Linked DNA regions of Sus scrofa: all the other regions are linked to region 2. A link is a contact called in public Hi-C data. All regions are on one chromosome and are shown on one strand. The core of a region is the stretch at or near the end of the contact, and the rest is flanking DNA. Distances in the headings are between cores, read along the strand shown.

Region 1 (3,483 bases), core at 624-3,123, 77 kb before region 2:
TAGTTTCTACAGCCTTTAGTGCTTTCTACCTCTAATCACCAGGCTTGGGTATTTAGTTGGTCATTAGGTGCATTTTCATCAAAAGTAAAATATTACTTCTAACAGCCATCAGAAATAATTGGTCTTGGAGGGAAAAGGTTAATGAATGTCTAAACAGTTAAAAATTTAACAGCCATCTAATTATTGATGCAAAGTACTTAACTTTGATAAGAAAGATGTGCTAAACAACTTTTGGCTTGAGACTTAATAGCAAGTTTTGGGAAACTTTGAAACCAAGGATCAAAATCAACATCTAGATTTTAATTACCTGCAACATTTCCATGGGCAGAATTTCTATGCACAGAATTGGCATTAGGAATTGTAAAAACATATTGTTTTTGCCACCATAGGTTATTATCTCCTTTTAAGATTCAAAAGATATACCTTCTAATCCAAATCTGTAGTTCTAGTATTTTATTTAGACCAAATGTGTTTTCATCCCGGTGGTGCCATCAGCATTTACTTCCAGAAACAGATTCTAGCACTATTTAATATATCCTTTATAAATAGGGATAATAAAATTACATTAAAGATCCGTGCATTGACTATTAGCGTTTTGGAGTAGATTTTTCATTGTGAAGAACAGGAATTGTAATTTTTTGGTGTGTTTTCATTAGGACTTTTACTGGAAAATATGACTACATTACGTCAAACAATAAATGAGTCACAATGTACAAGAAAATGTTTAAATTTGAGACTCTTCCATGTTTGCAAGCACAAAATCTGTAGGAAAAAAAGTGTTTATGAAATAATTTAATGACCTGCATAATATTCAAGCATCAACTTTAATACAGAATAAAAAACATTACTAATATAATTTTTAAAAACAAACAAAAACCCTCCTTTTTTCAATGTCAGTAATTATCAGGTAATTCTTATTGCCATGGGACATTACTTCATGCTTTGTTACAAATTATTAATCAGTGCTCCAAAATAATACAAATGTCAAAGAAATATAGTTTTTAGGTCAGATATATAGTTTTTAGGGAGGAACAAGATAAGGGTACAGGATTAAGAGATACAAACTACTCAATATAATAATTAAGCAAAAGCATATATTGCACAGCACAGAGTAAGTCATTATTTTATAATAACTTTAAATGGAGTATAATCTATAAAAATATTGAATAACTACATTGTACTCCTAACACTAATACTGTAAATCAACATAACAAACATTTTAATTTAAAAATTGTAAAGAGATGGCTTTTAAATGTTAAAGAATAAAAAAATCAGATTAAAAAGGAACAATGCAGAAGTTACTATTTCCTGAAAATATCCAGATAATTTATTAACTTCATGTGGAATGTGAAGGACTGATAAATTATTCTAAATATAATTAATCTAAAGCATTTGATAGAGAACAGAAATCCAAAAGAGGCTGGTGTTTGAAGGAGGCAAGTGCTGAAGTTAAACTCACACAGAGGTGAGGTGTTATCTCCCACTCTGAAATGTCAAAGGACATAGGTCAATTTGACTTAGGGTGAGAAACGGTAAATTCTTAAATACAGATTTGGGGAATATAGGTAAGCAAACTTCACAACCATGAAAGCAATAACCTATCATTTGTTGGTGTTTGCATGGCTCAAAGGGTCAGAAAGGGGACAGTTTATATTTTTTTGGCAGATAAAATACAATCCACAATAGAACTTCAGATTTCAAGGAAAACTCGTTCAAATTCACAGCTAACAGCTTGTCTCTATTTGCTGTCACTCTGGATCAGAGAAACCCACACTTTTTTTTTTCCCTTTCCTGTTCCCCTTCAGTTACACTTGAGCTCTCTGACTGAAAAGGTCTGGAACAGATTAAAAGTCGGGCCACAAAATAAAAAGCTTTGGCATGTTGTCAAGCCTGTCTGGAGTACACATACACAGTGGGCCCAAAAAGGGAAACTAAAAGCAGTAAGAGTATTTTATGAAATCTTTTTTTGGCATACCTAATTGTATGCCTGTGCGTACATATGTGCTGGGGGGCTGGGGGTGTTGGTACAGTCTTCCACTTAAAACAAAAGACCAAGATGTGTGTATAATTAATGGATCTACTTAAGCTCACAGCCAAGTTGTTTGAGTTCCCTTTTTATTAACTGAAAATACTTAAAAAAAAAAAAAAAAAAGAAAGAAAAAGAAAAAAGCTTTGTTCTAAGTGCTGATTCCTGCAGTTAGCTAAGAGTTAATCACCATTTTTTGTAACCTCATGTAGAGGGGGAAAAAAACCTCACAGTACCATTTTAAAAAATTTCAAAACGTGGACAAGCTGAATTCATTTTATTAAAGATGATTTAAGGAAACATGGATGTTATTGTAGTCCATACAAATGGCAACATTTATTAGATTCTCTACCTTACTTGGTTTCCTGTTTCAACCACAAAGGCTTATTCAAGTATTAAATAGAATCTGAAGTTGCAAATTATTAACATGCCATATTACTTTTTTAACACCCAAACAAGGTCCTGAAGCTCAAAAGGCTAGCTTGCATTTTAGCCAAACCGGATATCTATCAAAATGACAGTCTTTGCCCTGATCCCACCTTTGACTTTACTTGAATGGGGTTCAGTCAGTCAGTTTGAGGCAAACCCAAATGTTGGAGTTTTAAAAAGGCATACATACAGACTTGGGAGAACTGTTCAGAACATTCCTGGCAGGGAAGTTATTCTACCCAGCTATCTCTGGGTAGTTCCCCCCCCGCCCATTGTGTTTTGATGGCATTCACAGAGTTAATTCCTCTTTCCCGTAAGGGCCCTGCAGTTGTTGTTAGGTCAACCCCTGTAAAGCTTCAAAGGTTCCGAGTCCCCTCAGTCTGACCTACTCAGTGATCTGCACATTGTTTTCATTTAGCTGCATCCAGTCCAAGACGAAAAGCTTTAAAACCACAATGATCTGCTCCTTTTTAGATTCATTTTTCCATGGCTTTGGAAAAACATCTCAGAAACCCACTAAAGAAACTGAAAACAGTGGAAAAATATGGATAAAAAGGCCCTAACCAGCTTGTATACTATTATCAAAATATGCACATTTGTTGGGGGTTGGGGGGAGCATTCCTTTATGCAAATGGTAATTTCTGTCATTTAATTTGGAGGAAAATATGGCCTTGTTGTTTCTTAAATGAAAAGCAAAAAACCCCTTTCTTAAAAAAACAGGGATGGGGGGAGAAGAGGAAAAGAAATGCTTTCAATGGTCTATCTCAAGGATGACAGGGTATTCCCCCCCAACCCACTTAGCATAGAAAACATTATGACATCTAGCAAGGCACAGGGTGGGACTCAATGGTCTCTGAAGTTAGGCATAAGCAGATACCAGGTCACAGACCAAAGCTGATATCCCAGGTTTTAGATGAAGAGACAGTGTGATTTTATTACAGCTAGAAAAGTCATTTTTAAAAAGATTGCCGTGTCTCATAGATGTGAAAGTCTGGCTAGTAAACCACTACAACATTTCTCTAACTCTA
Region 2 (3,466 bases), core at 314-2,813:
CTTTAAAGAAAAAAAAAAAGTAAGGAAGGAAAGAAAGAAAAACCTACACTAAACAAATCTACTGGGACCGTTCAGAATGTTAACACTTTCAATAATAGTTTCACTTCAATGTTAGATCAAGTTGTCAAAATTATCGAATGCTGTGTATGTGGAACAGCCATGTTCATATCCTCAGTGAGAATTACAAAGCAATGGCGAGCCTCGAATTAGTCATCGCTTCCCAAACATTAACTTCTAATCACAGTTGAACCAGGCAGGACTCGGCCTATGAGTCAACCTGCAGTGCATTATCAAAGGCTTGTGTTAAAACCTAGGCACTGTAAGCACAACTCAGGTCCTGCGCAACGTGCAGATGTGGCTAATTTAAAAGCATTTCAGCAGACTGTAAATAATAGTCTGCAATTGGGAAGCCAACACGTGAACCTACTAGGTTTGATAAGAGTGAGGCTGCCTGAGTTCCAAGGCGCAAGGGAAGGGCAGGGGTGAAAGCACTAACTCCATAAACAACTTCCAGGAAAGTCTGGATCCTGTATTCAGAAAGCGCCGGGGCCGCGAGGAAAATAAATGCTTTCGGGAGGGGGAGGGGGAGAAAGAGCGAGAAACTAAATGGACTGGTTCAACCCCCACCCCTAATCAACACTGGAAAACAAGAGAACAATTATTTGACTCCCCAGGAGACTGAAGTGGACCGAGAGGCCCCGAAGGAAAGGGGGCCCAGGGCTCAACTTCACAAACTCGGCCGCCGCTGGCAGCTCACCCACACACAGATGCCAGAGGCCCCCCTCCCCCTTCCCGGGCCCGCGGCGGCGGCGGCGGCGGCGGCGGGAGCGAAGGTGCGGAGCGCGCGGAGGCGCGCGCATTGTGCAAGCCCACCGTGGCCCGGGCCGACTCTCCCCACCCCCTTCCTTCCTCCCCACCTCCCCCGCCACTCCCGCCAACCTCCCGGGAACCCCAGGAAGAAAGAAAGAAAGGAAAGGGAAAAGCACGCCCCCCGGGGCAGCAACCGCAGAGAAACTCCGAGGGGAAAAACAAATCTCGGCCCCGGACTCTGGGAGAAGTGGGGAGCCGCGGCCGGGCGGGCGTCTCCGGTCCCTCTGGCTCTCCGCGAGCCCCCGTCCCGCCACCGCTAGCGCTCCCGGAACCCCCCCACCGCCGGCTAGGACTGGCGGCCGCCGCTCCCGAGCGCCCCCGGGCTTGGGGCCCGCCGACGGGGAAGTGGGGTGAGGGGCGGCGAGGTTACCTGTCGGGAGTGGGATTTGGGCTCCGGTGGCTTGAAGAAGGAGTCAGGCAGCTTCCGGAGCCTCATGGGCACGGTCTGGGGCACGTTGGCCGTCTTGGGGTTCATGACGGCGTTGAAAAGCGCCTCCAGGTCGGTCTCCGAGTCCCCCCGAACGTGCACGATCTGGTGTCCGGCGGGGGGGCCTGCGTCGCCGCTTGGGACCCCGGGGGTGCCGGCTGCCCCGGCCCGGACGGCGGGCCCTGCCCCTGGGGGGGCTGCGCAGGCGGCTGCCCTTGGCCCTGGGGGGCTGGTTGAGGCGGCGGCTGCTGCTGCCCGGGATCCATGGTTTCTGCCTCCCCCGACGCGCACCCAGACTAGGCGGGCAACGGCTCCACCCGGGCGCCCCGGCTCGACGGGTCGAGAGGGGAGAAGCGGCAAGGGCAGTGGGCCAGCGGCGGGAGCGGCGTTCGCCTCGCTCTCAGGGCCGGGGGGCTGCGCCGCGGCCCCGCATCCCCCGCCCCGGCGCCTCTGCCCCCGCCCTGCGCCCGGGCTCCACTGGTCCGGCGGCTGAGCCTCGGGAGGGGCTGCCAGAGACCCGAACCTGCAGCGCCCGAGAACTTTTTTCCTTCACTCCCCTGACGGATGCCGGACAGCTAGTTGCCTTTCCCCTCCCCCTTTCTCTCTTATTTCCTTTTCGTGTTCCTTCCTTCCTCCCTTTCTTTTCCCCGGCGGCGGCTGCGCCCGACTGAGACAGAAACTTGCCTCGGACGCCAAAACTAAAGTTGAGAGAACCGCCCGCCCGAGCCGCGCGCGGCTCCGCCTCCTCGCGGCTCTTCCTTCCTCTGCGCGCCCGCCCGCACCGAATCTGTGGCCGGCCGCGGAGGGAAACTTTCCCCAGCAAGTTAACTACATTCCTGCAGACTCTGGGCCTCCAACGCCCCTCCCGGCCGCACGTGACTAGCCCGCCCGCCGGCCTGGACTCTACCGGGCTTCGGGCCGGGGCCGGGAGCGTGCCTGGGGATCCGCACCAGGAGGGCGGCTGGCCCGACGACGAATGTTGGGTCTAGACTGGGTTGGAGTTTGGTCTCTGCGGGGAACGCGGCCGCCCTTGGCCGCAGGAAGTCCTCCCGCCCGGCGCGGCCCGTTCCCCGCCAGTCCCCGGGAAAGGTTGAAAGGCTTCCTAGATGCGAAACAGCTAAGGCCGAGAGAAGTCTAGAGAGGACGTGTAAATCCACTTAAACCCTCCCCGCGTTAGCTCTACTTGACCAACTCGAGTGTCAGTATGGGCTCAAAGCCTCAGGACTAGATTGGAGCACAATGGTACCTGTAACAGACACTGATTTTAATAAGGGTCCTTTTTTTTAACGACTTGATTTTTTTAACTTATTAATATGCAAAACACACTTGAATGGAGTAAACGATTACTGTAATTTGAAGCTCGAAGACCAGATCTGTGACAAGGTAATTTACTAAACAAAAAAATTGCCTGTTTAAAAAGTGAAAACTTTTTTTAGTGCTCAAACTTGCAGCAGAGTTATGAAAACCTCAACGCAAAAAAAAAAAAAAAAAAAAAAAAAGCTTAATTTGGGTTATAAGCGGTCATCTGTGTACCTGTCATTCATCCTCCAAGGGATAGGCGCCTACCTCTTTGTTATCCCTGTGCCTGGCACAAGCACGGACTCGGTAAGCAGTAAGAAATGAACAGGTGAGAAGCTCACCCCACGCACCTGGTTCTCCTTGTGGCAGTTATAAATGCAAGGAGTCCATTTGAAATCACTCAGAAGCAATGAGACTTTTTAAATTCATACATTCTGATTTTTTAAAAAGCCACTTTACTGAGATATAGTTCACACACCTTACTATGTGTCCATTTAAGCAATCCAATGTTTTTAGAATATTCTAAGGGTTATGCAACATTCTGATTTTAAATCCACTAGTTAATTCTGAAGAAAACTAGCTTCCTGTTTTAATGATTTTGTCTGCAATGCTAGTCAAACAGATGTATAAATAGAATTAAGCAAGAAAAGGTCCCCTGAGCAAAATAACAATAATAATAATTATCTCTTCCTCCAGCCAGGACATGCCCTGGATAATTCTGAGGAAGGATCTTCATCACTTGATGTTGCCGGGGAAAAAGACTTCAGACCCTCAAGATTTTAAGGCAGTATTCTAATCAACTACTCTGGACCCAGTTTTGACTGAAGAAAGGGATCTACCTCCATGATGCCCATGACTGCTGCTTATATT
Region 3 (3,595 bases), core at 270-2,769, 110 kb before region 2:
ATGACGATACCTGACTTAGGCTAGATTACCAAGAGGAATAAAAACACTTACCTGTATCCATTTCATCAACACTGTTCAAGAAGTCATCTGGGGTTCGAGGGACACTGTAGCTGCTCATGCTTAGTCCGCTGTCTGTGCTCTCATCTCGAGAATGGTAGGTGCCACTACAAAGAATGAGAGTTAAAGACCAACACAAGAAACTTAAAAATTACTTCAAACTAAAAATAAACACCTGCTGAGTCCCAACATGATTCTCAGAGAGGATCAGTGAAGATTCTTGCCCTGCAGCGTCTGAAACAAGCACCCTCCTTTAGGATTCATACAAAGCCCTTGTGCTATGAAGGGAAATAGACAAGTTAATTCTCATCGAGGCTGGCAACTTTAAGGGGTCAAGACTTCCCCTAAGGTTCTAGGCTTGGTGACAATAAGGGAAAAGAAATATATGGTCAGTTTTTTTCCTACCTGACAGAAAAATCTCGATGTAAGCATTTTCCTCTAATAGCACCTGAATCTGGGGGCTCCATATAGCTCATCTGTTTCAAGATCTCTACTCCTCAGTGCTAGAAGTCACAGGCATAGGTCAAAACACAACCTCCAGGTGGGTGGTGAGACAGGTCTGCACTAGACTCATGCTAAATTTCTAGCTCTCATGCAGAGTTTAAGTTGGAAAAAAAATCAACCCAAAATAAAGACCCAGAATTCATTTTTGAATTGGGCCACAATAGATGAGTTGCTGCTGATAAGAACTCCTGATCTTGATATCCTGGCTTCTGCTGAAGTCGGGACCCCAAACAAACCCCGTAACTTAAGACACGAGTCCTAAGAGTTCCAGCTGAAGGAAAGACTAAAAACAAAGATAAAACAGACAAACAAACAAACAAAAAAACCCAAGGCATATACCTTGAGAAAAACAGGTAAGAGCCAAGATAGATTTTTTACTTGAGGCTAAATGAAAAGTTATACACACAACTATGGTAAATATCCTCAGAACACTCATGAATAGAACACTTTTCTAAGCTAGTAGCACATATATACCAGGTGGCATCAAATGTAAAATTGGGGGTTCTACTAATTCTGGAAAATCTTATGGCAAAGTGTTAAATAAAGGCAATTGTTATTCTTAATGGTCTCCGACCACAACGTGAGCTTTAACTTTTCCCCAAAGCTTAGACATTAAAACAGACATTTTGTGTTTAGCTTACACAAAGTTAAACAAAAAAATAACTAAGCTTTAAAAACAGCTTTAACAGTTGCTCAAGGTTGAAGGCTCAGTCTCCCAAATTTCTTTCCTAAATTACTCAATGTACTTGCCTTGTTCTCCCTTTCCTTCACTCTGTATATCGCAACCACGAGTTGACTCTAATGCTTCTGTGTCAGATTCTGGCAAGATTCAAAAGCCTCACACAGTTCCAAGAAAACACAAATTTGCCTCTGAGACCATCTGTATACAATGCAGCTACTTCGGAGAAGGTCTCAGGATGTGGTTTGTTTTTATTTTGCTTGTCCTGATCTGGGACAAGGGCCTGGTCCTAGTCATCACTCTATTTCCACTGCTAAGCACCGGGTAAGCATCAAGATACTCAAGACTCTGTTACAGAATAGCTGAATTTACAAAGTCCTCAGTTCTTTCCAAGCCTCAGGGGAAGCACATGGGCATTCCTGAGGACAGAGTTCAGAGGGCCATTTCCCTGATTAGGAACTGCTCCCTGCAGGACCCTACAGCCTGCAGTGCATCCCCCTCCTCAATAAACATTCACTGAGCATCTGCTACTATGTGACAGGCATTAGACCAGGCTCTAAGGATAGAGAGGTTAACAACAACAAACACCTACAAATGATGCTCCCCTCTGAGAGGTTCATAACTTCCCTGGGGTGGAGGTGAACAAATACATTTATGAATGATATACAAGGGCTATGTGAGCAAAGTGCTTTCAGAACAAAGAGGAGAAAGCCTGAAACATACGGGGGAAGGTTTCACAGTGGGGAACGTCAGAGCTGGCTTTGAGATCTGAGTCAAAGGAAAAGGAGAGGATGTTCCACTATCACCAAAAGTCAACTCCGTGGCAAGTCAGGAGGACAAGTGTTTAGAGCTTAAGGAGTATGGACGAATCCAATAATGGGCAATGGGAACCCAGCAAGAGTTTCTGAAAAGGGGAATGCTATAGTCAGATGCGTGTTTTAGAAACTAGGGTACAACAGAGAGTGGACATAGGATTCTGCCCTGAGACTGAGAATAGTAGTGATGTTTCACTCTGTAATCTTTACCAGAAAAGAGAATCTTAAACTGCAGCTCAGCAATTACCAAAAGTTTTGTTTTTGTTTTTTGCTTTTTAGGGCCACTCTGGTGGCATATGCAAGTTCCCAGGCTAAGGGTGGAACTGGTGCTGCAGCTGCAGGCCTATACTACAGCTCACAGCAACACCAATTCCTGACCCCCTGAGTGAGGCCAGGGATCGAACCTGCATCCTCATGGATACTAGTAGGATTCATTTCTGCTGTGCCACAATAGGAACTCCCTTACCAAAAAAAAAAAAAGAATCTGCACAAATACCTATTAGGAGGATATACAACCTATCCATTTTTCTAAATGGTCTAATTTTATCCCTGGATCAATGCAGGCCTTAAATGAGTTGAGTACTGGAATTGTACTGATCTGAAATTTCCCCTGTGAAAAAAGCAAAAGTTCTGTGGCTGTGCCCTTTCCCAATTAACTTCAGTTTAAGCTCAGAACTAAAATCTTATATAAATATACTCGTTTTTTTTTTTTTTTTTTGCTTTTTAAGGCCACCCTCACAGCCTATGGAGGTTCCCAGGCTAGGGGTCTAATCAGAGCTACAGCTGCCAGTCTACGCCTCAGCCACAGCCACACCAGATCCGAGCTGTATCTGTGACCTACACCACAGCTCACTGCAACACCGGATCCTTAACCCACTGAGCAAGGGCAGGGACCGAACCCGCAACCTCATGGTTCCTAGTCGGATTTGTTTCCACTAAGTCATGATGGGAACTCCAATACACTCAATTTTTGGCAGAACTTTAAACTGCATGTACCAAAAGAATAAATACAAACTTAAAACACATTTTAGATGGCCTTCAAAACCAAAGCTATCAATTAGGACACAAGCACTAGGTCTTAAGACCGGGCAAACAATGAGAAATTTTATTGTACTAAATATTTTGGTACAACAAGATATTTTGGTTTTTTTTTTTTTTTTTAAGGATCAGGACACTTTCAATTTAATTGGTGAGAATTAATAAAAGAGCAGCAAATATCCTTTCTATACAAAAATTACCTTTAAACATTTTAAAAAGTACACTGTTCAAAGTTGGTTAAAAAATCAAAAGCACAAAAATGAGAAAGCATTCTTTCCATATTTTCAAAAACTGAAACTCAATAAATATATTATAGCTAGAAGAAAAGAACTGTAGTCAAATCTTAATTTTAAATGGCTTTCTAGGCAAAGACTATGATCTGTCTCAGCATGCAGCTTTTAACATAGCACTCACATAATAACATCTTTGCAATGTGCCTGAAACCCAAGATTTGTGGTAACTCACTAAAAGGCATCTGTTAAAATAAACTGTTATTTTCAAA

What was found. A called contact is a pair of places that touch in the nucleus more often than the background predicts.
Region 1: a contact with region 2 is called in a Hi-C map of liver, with 2.7 times the contacts expected there. The contact joins the enhancer-like site here to the promoter of YAP1 in region 2. A contact is called at or near these places in 2 of 5 promoter capture datasets (fetal skeletal muscle and liver), 10 of 47 Hi-C or Micro-C datasets (embryonic fibroblasts, fetal heart ventricle, heart right ventricle and 4 more) and 1 of 2 datasets of contacts at active chromatin or transcription factors (skeletal muscle).
Region 3: a contact with region 2 is called in a Hi-C map of embryonic fibroblasts, with 2.1 times the contacts expected there. The contact joins the enhancer-like site here to the promoter of YAP1 in region 2. A contact is called at or near these places in 3 of 47 Hi-C or Micro-C datasets (embryonic fibroblasts, mesenteric adipose tissue and subcutaneous adipose tissue) and 1 of 2 datasets of contacts at active chromatin or transcription factors (skeletal muscle).

What each region holds. Positions count from the first base shown.
Region 1 is chr9:32,886,936-32,890,418 of Sscrofa11.1, reverse strand. The region is part of intron 5 of YAP1 (transcriptional coactivator YAP1); the gene reads right to left. Among named protein-coding and RNA genes, the nearest start is that of YAP1, 77 kb to the right of the region's middle. Within about 2 kb of position 1,873, at least 27 of the 83 cell types and tissues checked have an H3K27ac peak or open chromatin away from gene starts, as enhancers often do. A contact at or near this core is called in liver and skeletal muscle, where this site is marked.
Region 2 is chr9:32,809,726-32,813,191 of Sscrofa11.1, reverse strand. YAP1 (transcriptional coactivator YAP1) reads right to left here and starts at 1,563. Exons shown (of 10, transcript XM_021062706.1): 1 at 1,425-1,563; 2 at 1,241-1,422. The coding sequence starts at 1,563. LOC102157672 (a long non-coding RNA gene) reads left to right here and starts at 1,560. Exons shown (of 2, transcript XR_002335614.1): 1 at 1,560-2,680; 2 at 3,293-3,466.
Region 3 is chr9:32,916,480-32,920,074 of Sscrofa11.1, reverse strand. It overlaps YAP1 (transcriptional coactivator YAP1), which reads right to left. Exons shown (of 10, transcript XM_021062706.1): 9 at 52-164. Among named protein-coding and RNA genes, the nearest start is that of BIRC3, 85 kb to the left of the region's middle. Within about 2 kb of position 1,519, at least 6 of the 83 cell types and tissues checked have an H3K27ac peak or open chromatin away from gene starts, as enhancers often do. A contact at or near this core is called in embryonic fibroblasts, where this site is marked.